Regions from separate parts of the Mus musculus genome. Here region 2 is linked to region 1. Evidence: chromatin contacts called from public promoter capture Hi-C data. All regions are on one chromosome and are shown on one strand. Each heading gives the region's core, a stretch centred on a gene start, on an enhancer-like site or on the middle of the called end of the contact. The rest is flanking DNA. Distances are from core to core; before and after follow the strand shown. Region 1 holds the start of Plbd1 (phospholipase B domain containing 1). Region 2 overlaps Gucy2c (guanylate cyclase 2c).

Region 1 (5,275 bases), core at 1,205-3,704:
CAAAGAGTTATAAGTTTTGCATAAACGTTTCCTCATAATTTCACTACCTCCACAATGTTAGTAAGTTCCTCCTTTGCCCTGGTAAGAAGGAACATGCTAACTCCAGCAATAACTCACTAGCCACCCTTTAAAGCTAAAAATCAGAACGCGGGAGCAATTGGAAAACTGTTTAGGGATTAAAAAGACGAGGCTGGTGCCGTGGATCTCTCTGAGTTCCAGGTTAGCCTGGTCTACACAGTGAGTTCTAGGCTAGCCAGGGCTACATAATGAGATCCCGTCTTAGTAAATAAATAAATACATACATACATACACACATACATACATACATAAATACTTAAATGAAGTATAAAGAATTTCCATGTTAAAATAAGCCATGGTGCAACCAGTAGGCCCATTTTAGTGAACTCAGATATATAACTGCTGTCAGAGTTAAAGTAGCCATTGGCTTTAACCTGTTGTCTGCCGGCCGGGACACCTTATGGAGACTAAATGACAGTCAGGTTAGCAAGTGCTTCCCACCAGCTGATTCCGGTTCCCAGTGCCCAATCAGGGCAGATGAGTCAGGCCCTCAGCCTGACAGTTATATTTCTAATGAATAATTAATGATGAATCTGGGGACAGACTTGGGCGTGTATCAGGGTGAATCGTCTCCCTGAGATCTGATCACAGCTGGCATGATGCAAATACTGACTTCTGGAGTTTAGCCCTGCCTGCCTAGAGGAAGAACCAGTTTTACCAAGGAATGGGCTACATTTTGAGTCTCACGGAGGTCGGCTCATCTCTCTCTTACCAGGGCAAAGGAGGAACAGTTAGGACACAGCCTACTAAGCTCACAGTACGGAGCTAGGTTCCTTTGGGAGCCCTGGGAGATAGCAATGCCTCTGCTTTTTTACGATTTAAATTTTGGGTAATCTACTGGCAGGTTGAGGAAGCTTCAATACAGTACAAATAACATACTGATAAGAGGGAGAAAGGACATCCCATCTGTTTCAAATAGACACTGCAGGCAGGCATCCTTAGCTGTCCTCAAAGCTGTCATGTGGAGGAGCCTTTCAGGATTGCTGGCCATGGTAAGGAACCAGCAGCTTTTCTGGACTAAAGGGTGTGTGTGTGTGTGTGTGTGTGTGTGTGTGTGTGTGTGTGTGAGCGTGAGCGCTCATGTGGCGGGGGTAGGGAGGGATGACCAAAGAACATACAGCTAAATCAGGGGAGACATCAGGCACTTCCGGACCCTTCTCATCCCACAAGCCTGTGCCCACTGGGAAGTTTCCAGACATGAGTGGAGCAGGCTTTGAAAGCAAACACTTCCAAATGGCAAGGGTGCGGGTACTCGTTGAGAGACGGTAACGAGAAAAATCAGCGACTTTTGAAAGGGGACACTGCCCGCGTCCCTTCCTATTCTTGAATGGGTCAAACAAGGAGACGATTACGAAATCAGTCGTCCTCTCTGAATTTGACTTTTAGAATCTTCCAAGTCTACGCATCCCACAATTCATTTTGGTCTTGTTACAAATGGAAGGGTGAGACTGGAAGGACACCTGTTGAGGCCTGTTTTTTCTGAAGGGAAGGATTACACCAGTGCCCTCTGGCAACCCAGCTACCTTATCGCTTAGGCAAATTCCTGACTTCCCCCCAGTCGCAGCCTCTGTGCAGTAGAACGGAGACTTTAATCCACTTTAGGATTCTGAGGCCATTCAGAAGAGCTCAGCAGCCTTAAGCTCTGGCCCTGTCCCATATCAAGATGGCATAACCAGTTTGCTATCAGTTCTCTTAAGTCCAAGTCACTTGTCTACTTCTAGAAGCAGAACAAAGGTCAGCTCGAAATCACACCTCAGTCTGATTTGGAAAAATCTCTGGACTGGAGCCTTTTGGACCAGTCGAGGTTGTCCGGGACAAGATATGGGACAGAATTAAGGCCAAAACATTTTACGTTGGAGAGCCCTTGTACCCTCCTTCAATGCCACCGCTGATCCACCTCAGGGCTGGAACGTAACCCGCCAGGCTCCCCACCAAGAAGTACGACCCAAGACGCCCCTAGATGCAAAGCTGTTGGGACTCTGGCCAGCCGCCGGCGTGGGGGTACAGGGCAACGCCCCTAGTCCGCGGGCGGCCGTTCTGCTCACCTGTTGGGTCGCTCTGGCTGGCAGCGCCAGCCGCCCAGGGAGGCTGCAGCAGCAATGGCAGCAGCAGCAGCAGCGGCGATGGCGGCCTGAGGCTCCTGCCAGGGCTGCGGTGGCACATCGCTCCTCCGCTGTGACCTCGGCCTGGTTGGATTAGGTCCCGCTGGCGCCGGCGGTGGCAGCTGTTGCAAGAGCCGCACTTGAGGATGGTAGCAGGGCGCTGCGTTGCAGAGGCCGGGCCGATCTTAACTTTCTTCTGACATTAGTCTTGCCTGCTTGGGCGCTTCACGTGGCCTTGGGAACCAACCTTCGCCCTGCTGAGCCCCAGGCTAGGAGAGGCGGATCCTTTCCGTCTGGTCTGACCCTCCAGCCACCTGTGGGCCAGGCCGGGAAAGTTCTCTGTCGCGCTTTTGGGAAGTGCCGGGGCTGTGCTGCTTTCTCTGGTCGCCTCCTGGAGGGTGGGGCTCAGGGCTAAGGAATCAGTTAAAGGTGGCCTTGGTCCCTGTAGCAGAGGATAAGGAAACCGAGGCAGCAGTGGGTCGCATGCCTCCCCGTAGGTCGGATTCTGTGGCCTTCTGTCTTCTCAGGTCCCTCATCCGTCAGGAATCAGGGCTTCTTGCGCCAGCCTGTCTGACCTCAGGAGCTCAACACCTCCAGACCTTAGCTTTGTGTCTTCATTGGGCGGAGCTGATTCACGCGGGGCTAGAAGCAGATCTACCCCTGAGCTTCCATAGAGACCCATGTCTGGGCAGGACTCGCTGAAGGCAACATTGTGAAGTTGGCCAAGGGTGCCCTAGGTGACATTGTGAAGTAGGCAACAGACTTCAAGCTGACTGAGCTCATCTTTTGCTACTGAACCCAGGCAAGCAAACCACTGTAGCTGGGTTTGTAAAGCGTTCCAGAAGTCGAGGCAGGAGGATTAATGAAAGTCTGAGGACAATTTGGGCTACTGAATGAGACACTGTTTCCAAACACCAAAATATAAAAAATCCAGATAAACAAATAAATATTTTTTAAAAAGTAATGAAGAAGTGCCTTTGTTAGAGGAAGAAATAAATTTGTCATTGCTAGAAATGACACCTGTGAATTATGAAATACAAATCACAATTTCGTTTGGTAATATTCATTTAGTGGAGAAAGAAGCTGCAGGCATTGTAGGGACTGTACATAAAATAAAAACGAAGGTGAACGGTACCTTTGGGTCCTATGGCACGTGGCTAGTGAAGTGTCACCCCAAAAAGTGCAGGTGTGTCTCCATATCCCACTCTGTGACCTCACTGACCCTTCTGATCCAAGGAGACAAGTGTTCAGAGGAGGTGACTCTTTCAGGATGCCTGATGGGGGCTGGGCTCACCCACCTGATGGTTTGCTTGCCGAGTATTTATTGACTTCAGTGTTCCAGGATAGAGCCCTGTATGACACCGGGTCTGTAGAACACCAGACTAGTCGATGAAGTGGTTGGCTTGTTTTGAACGAGCAGTTTAATTGGATTAGACTTTCTTAAACTCAGTACTGTTGAAATTCTGTCCAGTTATGAGTGAGCATATGTGTGTGTCCGTCCGTGTGTGTGAGTGTGTCCTGTGCACTCTGAGGCCTTTAACATCCTTGAAAGTGCCTCCAGACCACGTCCAGTATTCCCCAAGGTAAAAAGTACTAACCTAGCAGAGCACTGTTACAGTAATTTGTGGTACATTTTGACATACTTAAATTGCGTTTTTTAAAAAAGATTTATTTATTTATTATATGTAAGTACACTGTAGCTGTCTTCAAACATTCCAGAAGAGGGAGTCAGATCTCATTAAGGATGGTTGTAAGCCACCATGTGGTTGCTGGGATTTAAACTCACAAGCTTCGGAAGAGCAGTCGGTGCTTTTAACCGCTGAGCCATCTCTCCAGCCCTTAAATTGAGGTTTTTAAACATCCAAAAGAATAGTGACAGCCAACTCTAGGTGAGACGGTCCAAGGATATTGGTTTCAAAATTGCAACTGGAATGAATAGGGCATAAACCAGAGATTTGACAGCCCTAACGGGCTAGCCTCAGCCACCCACCCTGTGACCACTAATCTTAGTTGTCCACTTGACACATCTCAGAAAAAGTAACTGAGGAATTTCCTCCATCAAATTGGACGATAGGCGTGTTGTGAGACACTTGTCTGGTTGCTGATTGTAACCAAAAGGGCCAGTCCTGTGTCAGGACCATCTCTAAGCAGGGTGGGCCTGGGCTACATAAGAAAGGCCACAGAATAGGAGCCTGGAGGCCAGGCAGTAAGTGTTCCTCCATGGCCTCCAGGCTCCTGCCCTGACTTTCCCTCAATGAAGGGCTGAAACCCGAAATACACTCTCTCCTACTCAAGTCAATATTTTATCACAGCAGTCGGGGAGCAACTAAAACACAGCCCCACTACACTCATGAAAGAGACAAAGAGAAGGGCTTCGTTTAGTACAGTTGCCTTGGGAAGATGAACAAAGGGATTCAGTCACCCCGAATTCACCCTGTATAGTCCTGGTTGTCCTGGAACTCAATCTGTAGACCAGGCTGGCCTCAAACTCAGAAATCCGTCTGCCTCTGCCTCCCCACTGTCCGCTGAGCTCTAGCTTTAAATAGAGGGGAAAGGGTACGAACGCCAAGCAGTCCTGGTGATGGTACCCTCTGGCCCATCATTGAAACGCCATTGTTTGGTTCCATTTTCTCCTGAGAGTCCTTAGAACAATGTGAAATCTCAGGAATACAAACCCTAGCTTTCTAACCCTAACTTTGAGCTCTCCTTACCCCATCCCCTCTATGGCTAGCACCAGGCCTCAGTCTTTCACTTGCCACAGTGTGAGATTCCTAGAGAAATTCCAGTCTCCTGGAAAATGCTAGTTTCACTAAAAATGAATTTTAAGACATTCCCTGGTCCTTTTCTTCTTCTTCTTCTTCTTCTTCTTCTTCTTCTTCTTCTTCTTCTTCTTCTTCTTCTTCTTCTTCTTCTTCTTCTTCTTCTTCTTCTTCTTCTTCTTCTTCTTCTTCTCCTCCTCCTCCTCCTCCTCCTCCTCCTCCTCCTTCTTCTTCTTCTCCTTCTTCTTCTTTCTACTTCTTTTTTATTAGATATTTTCTTCATTTACATTTCAAATGTTATCCCCTAAGTCCCCTATACCATTCCCCTGCCCTGCT
Region 2 (5,275 bases), core at 1,072-3,571, 81 kb after region 1:
TACTGTATGATGAATCTTCAATCTTTCACAATATACCAGTAGATCTCTGAAGATAGCTAGTTAGACACTGCTCATAACGTGGCTAGCTGGACACAAGGCATGTTTGCAGTCTTCCCAACACTCAGCAGAACTAGCCTGAGCACACAGACTCACAGGGGCAGAGGCCAGAGCTTCGATCTGAATCCTGTGCCTCAATGCCAGGGTTCTGATCTACACATATCGGCTTCTGCTTTTGACCCCGCTTTTGAAGTAGAGTGCCTTCTAGATCCCAGGTCTGCCTTTTTCATCAAGCACCGCCAATGGACACCAGGCTTGTCCCCTTCTCCCGTCCCCATCTGGAGGGCAAGCCTGTGGGAAGGAGGTACCTCAGCACGAGGAGGGCAATCAGCAGCAGAACTACCAGGATCCCCGTGAGCGTGAAGACGGCAATCATCAGGATTTGAGGGCCTGTGCAGAGAAGGAAGGGGTGTGCATTAGCGGGGCCACAGCACAAATGCGTCCCAGAGCCCCGCCTGGTGAAATGAAGCCCGAGGACAGGAGAGGGAAGAGCCCTTTTGAAAAACATTTTTTGATTAATCTTTTATTGGTGCTATGCATCCAGCATCTGCAGGCTCTGCTCCTCCCCTCCCCTCCCCTCCCCTCCCCTCCCCTCCCCTCCCCTCCCCTCCCCTCCCCTCCCCTCTCTCCTCTTCCTAAGTAGCTCAGAGTTGCCCTAAAACTTATGATCCCCCTGTGTGCTAGAATTATAGGTACATGCCACTAGGCACAGCCATGTAGCTCCTTATTTCTAACCAAAACCACTACTGTCATAGGAACATTAAGTGGTTTCCAACACATAATTTGAAGGGAGATAAGCCTACATGATATTCTCTAGATCTGTGTGTCTAAAGAGGTTCTATGCAGAAAGAAAGAGATGGCTATGTTTAAATGCTGGATGCATACTGTAAGAAAGCCAATTAGAATATTAAACCACAGTGCTGTATACTATTCCTCTCCAAGATTTCTATTATTGAGGGAAAGCAATAACTTGACTGTGTTAGAGTGAATGAATCTTGTGTGTGTGTGTGTGTGTGTGTGTGTGTGCGCGCGCGCATAGTTTGAGTAGAAGTCTTCCATTCACAGATTTTCAGAACAACAAGTGGAGTTCAGGAAAATGGGAGTGTAATCCGAGGAAACACTGGAGGGACGTCCAAGGACGTAAGGGACAAGTTCAGTGTCAGAAGCCACAGCAGTAAAAACCCTCGCAGGCTCATTCTGGCTCACGTGTGTGCAGAGCTTCCCCACCTGGCAGGAAGTAAGTACGCTCCATGAAAGGATGACTCAAAGTGAGAAGCAAAATGTGTAAGGAGCTGGAAGACAAAGGGATATGGTAAAAAGGACAAGGAGAGAGGAGAGAGTTGCATGAGAGAGGGGAGGGGAGGGAGGGAGGGAGGGGAGGGAGGGAGAGAGAGAGAGAGAGAGAGAGAGAGAGAGAGAGAGAGAGAGAGAGAGAGAGAGCACGCGCAAACAAATGCTCAAATAGGGAAAGTGTTCAAATTTTTTTTTTTTTTTAAAGACTGGAGGTCACTTCCAAGTACTTAATGAAATTACTCCAAGAAAAGATGAACAGATTTCTCATTAAAGTTCCACTCCCTCCCCCTCCACCCCCAGGAGTCTCTAACACAGCATGGGGGGACACTCAAGACCCTTGAAGGCACAGCTCGGTTGTCTACCAGCCAGCCTGTACCCACCATGAGTAAATTATTGATTTTTAAATGGCTGAAAGCTTTGAATAAAAGTTTGATCCTCTTTATTTTACCGAGACAAGAAAAAGATGCCCCAATATGAAAATATACTAAGACCCTCCTCTACTGTAAACTTATCACACATCTTGTAATGTTTTTGTTTAATCATACTGTATCCTAAACTTTTCTCATGTTCTCTCTCTCTCTTCCTTCTTCCTCCCCCACCCGCTGACCCTCTGTTGCCCCCAGTCCCTCGCCCCGCCACGCCCCATCCCTCCCCTGCTCCGTCCCAAGCAGAAGCTTAGCATGCGATAAAACTGTAGCACATTTCCATGAGGGCTGCTTGGCAAGCTTTGCCCTGGGGTTGCCTGTCACCTGGCTTTCTAAGTGACTTTGTTTCGCCTCTCACCTAGGCAGGAAAGTGCTCCCACCTCAGGGCTCATGCCATCATGACATCGTGACGTCATGTCATGACCATCATGAGACTGTCATGAAGTCATGTCGTGACCACATTTCTTTTGATGGATACAGTACTTCCACCATGCCTACCACCATCACACACTGCCACCGTAACACACCCCTAGCCCCAGACAAAGAGGAAGTCTGTAGAAAAAATACAACTCCACACTGTGGCATCATACACCCCCATGCCAGAGCATGAGTCTGAGCCACTCAGGTCATTTCAGTCCCTACCTGCCTACATAATGAGCACCCCCTGTGCTAGACATAATGACCATAATTAGATATTTAAACATGCTATTTAAATGAAATCAGTTCATTGTTGTTTAGACAGGGTCATACTCAGTAGTCCAGGCTGGCCTGGATCTCATTTTGTGGCCGAGGATTGCCTCAACTCATGGTAATATTCCCTTCGGTATTCCCAACACTGTGATTACAGATGTGAGCCACCTGGCTAAATGCAGTTGTTTAAAATTCAACCGCATTTTCATTTTGCTTCTCTGTTAAGTCAGGTTCAGGCTACTTCTAAGGCAAACCATCTGTGCCCTCTAGTGGCTATTCTGGTTGTTGCATTCTGCCGGCTTCTCAAAGAATGTACAGTGAACAGCAGGGTGATTTCTAAGTCCTAGGACAGTAGGGCTGGAGGGAACTCGGTAAACAGGCTGCTTTGCTAGAGGAGAAAGCTTTTAGTTGTAATCAAAGCAAACTGACTCATGTTAACGCAATTGTCTTTGGCTATGCTACCCTGGACCTGCCTTTTCATCTAAATTAATGGTTTTAGTGCTGGGTCCAGTGTGTGTGTGTGTGTGTGTGTGTGTTTGTGTGTGTGTGTGTGTGTAATTAATATAATATAATATATCACTATATTATATTTAATAATATTATATAACATTATATATTCTTATGATATTAATGTTACAATATATATTGTAGATTATATAGAATAAATTACATATTGAATGTATTGAATATATTGAATAATTGAATACATAATTATTCAATTATTCCAGTGCAGTATGCTTCAGCAACAGGTATCAGTGACTATTAGACCCCAATCTTGTACAGTATGTTGTAAAAAGACACATGAACAAGCAAATGTGGCGTGAGTACCGTGCAGGCGTCACACAGGGCTAGACAGATCCTTTCCTGAGGTGCTGAGCAAAGCTGAGGAGAGGTGAGATCCAGCAAATATTCCTTGCTTAAAACATTGAGTCTGTAGCAGTAACAGGATAAAGTACACATTTTTATGTCTATTCAATTTTGCTGATTTTCTGACTTTGTTTTCTAGGGGGTCCCGCTTATATGGAAACCATCTTCAAGACAGGGTTCGAATGTGGATGGGTCTAACCAGAACTCACTGGGCTTGTAAAACCCAGCCACAAACCTGGAGAGTCTAGGCAAGATGAGAAGAAAAGATAAACAAGCTAACTGCCTACAGCTTGCGCGGAAACCACATCGAGAGAAGGAAACTCAGCAAGAACGGCTTACCCAGCCCAGGAACGTCATTGGGGAGCTTGTGGTTCTTCCAGATGAAGTTGGGGTTCTCAGCCACCGGAATAGTTTTGTTTTTGTGGGTGTCATACTTCATAAGAACCTTGTACTGTGTTGGAGCCATAAACAAAGGCAAAAAGAAAAGAAAATCATGAGAACATTTTAGAGCAATGTGTGATGAGGCTGACTGTGTGTGTGTGTGTGGCTTTGGGGACGTGATCTCGATCTCTTAATCCTCCTGCCTCAGCTTCCCAAATTTTGGGATTACAGATATGAGCCATCATTACCAGTTGTTAATTAAGCCTCTATGAATAAAGCCTTCACGTGACGTTATCTGCTAATGGAAACATTATTACAGGCTATCTTTGAATTAGTGCTCTAGGTATTGACAATGCTGTGTGCAATATGTTTGAAACAGGGCTACCTTCTACAGTCACTATCCTTCCCTCAAAATATTCTCCATGGGAAATTTACATTTAGAGACTTGAGTCTGAAGGATAGAACCTATAGTTGCATATATAGAAGGTCAAAATTAGCCTGTATGCTAGGGTGTGGCTTATCAACTCTCTATTGATACCTACCCTGAGTATAGACTAGTATTCTGATAGCTCCATGTTTTGAGAGCTAATTGCTAGGTTCTCCCCAATACACACACTATGTACTGAGGTTGGAAGCAGTCAAATGCTGAGAAGTTTGACCAAATTTGTTTTGGGAGACCTGTGTAGGGAACAGTGGAAGTGTGGTGAGGAAAGGTCTCTCACACACGTCTTTGTGTCTCTTCCGAGGACAGTAGGGTCTTCATCTCTTTGGATGAGCATGTGGGTCTCTTTGTGTGGTTCCTGTTAGTAACTGAAGCATTTGGGGGATATGACACAAAAATTTTCCATGGCATGTGTATCAACTTTATATTCCTCTTAAAGTTTCTCCCTCCCTCCCTCCCTCCCTCCCTCCCTCCCTCCCTCCCTCCCTCCCTCCCTCCCTCCCTTCCTTCCTTCCTTCCTTCCTTCCTTCTTTCCTTCTCTCCCTGCCTTCCCTCCCTCCCTTCTCTTTTTCCCTCTTCCTTCCTTTCTTTCTTTTTTCTTTTTTTCTTTCTGTGTCTCTGCCTCTTTGCCTGTCTCTCTCTCCCTCTCTCCTTCCCTCCCTCCCTCTCTCCCTCCTTCCCTCCCTCCCTCTCTCCCTCCTTCCCTCCCTCCCTCTCTTTCTCTCTCTCCCCTTCTCTCTCTCTCTCTCTCTTCTTTTTTTCTATTTGGGAGGTGGGTATACATATCATTCATGTGGTGGTCAGGGGACAATTTTCAGGAATCCAATCTCTCCTTCTACCACGTGAGTCTTGGGGATCAAACTCAGGCTGTCTGTTTTAGAGTTGAGCACCCTTACCCACTGAGCCATCTCACTGGCCCCCAAATATAGTATTTCATTAAAGGTCCAATATAGTAACAAAAACTATAGATTCTGAAATGCTGTCTCAAATTTCTGGTGTCACTTTCTCAGGATGGGCATCTTTTCTGTAATTTTTTACATTTGCCATTGTAGATGTCTCTCAAAAGGCAGTGTCAATATATATAGACCTATGCATATATTATGACTTATTTATATTAATT

What was found. Promoter capture Hi-C pulls out the DNA fragments that hold promoters and counts their contacts.
Region 2: a promoter capture Hi-C map of hematopoietic stem and progenitor cells shows a contact between it and region 1, with 2.4 times the contacts expected there. The contact joins the enhancer-like site here to the promoter of Plbd1 in region 1. A contact is called at or near these places in 7 of 39 promoter capture datasets (the 3T3-L1 cell line, cranial neural crest, hematopoietic stem and progenitor cells and 4 more), 2 of 484 Hi-C or Micro-C datasets (bone marrow-derived macrophages and granulocyte-monocyte progenitors), 6 of 115 datasets of contacts at active chromatin or transcription factors (embryonic stem cells, large pre-B cells, microglia and 2 more) and 4 of 9 other capture datasets (adipose tissue, embryonic stem cells, liver and 1 more).

What each region holds. Positions count from the first base shown.
Region 1 is chr6:136,659,439-136,664,713 of GRCm38.p6, forward strand. Plbd1 (phospholipase B domain containing 1) reads right to left here and starts at 2,455. Exons shown (of 11, transcript NM_025806.2): 1 at 2,124-2,455. The coding sequence starts at 2,241.
Region 2 is chr6:136,740,245-136,745,519 of GRCm38.p6, forward strand. Gucy2c (guanylate cyclase 2c) reads right to left here. Exons shown (of 27, transcript NM_001127318.1): 10 at 3,672-3,783; 11 at 366-447. Among named protein-coding and RNA genes, the nearest start is that of Gucy2c, 39 kb to the right of the region's middle. Within about 2 kb of position 2,322, at least 61 of the 459 cell types and tissues checked have an H3K27ac peak or open chromatin away from gene starts, as enhancers often do. A contact at or near this core is called in granulocyte-monocyte progenitors, hematopoietic stem and progenitor cells and second pharyngeal arch cranial neural crest, where this site is marked.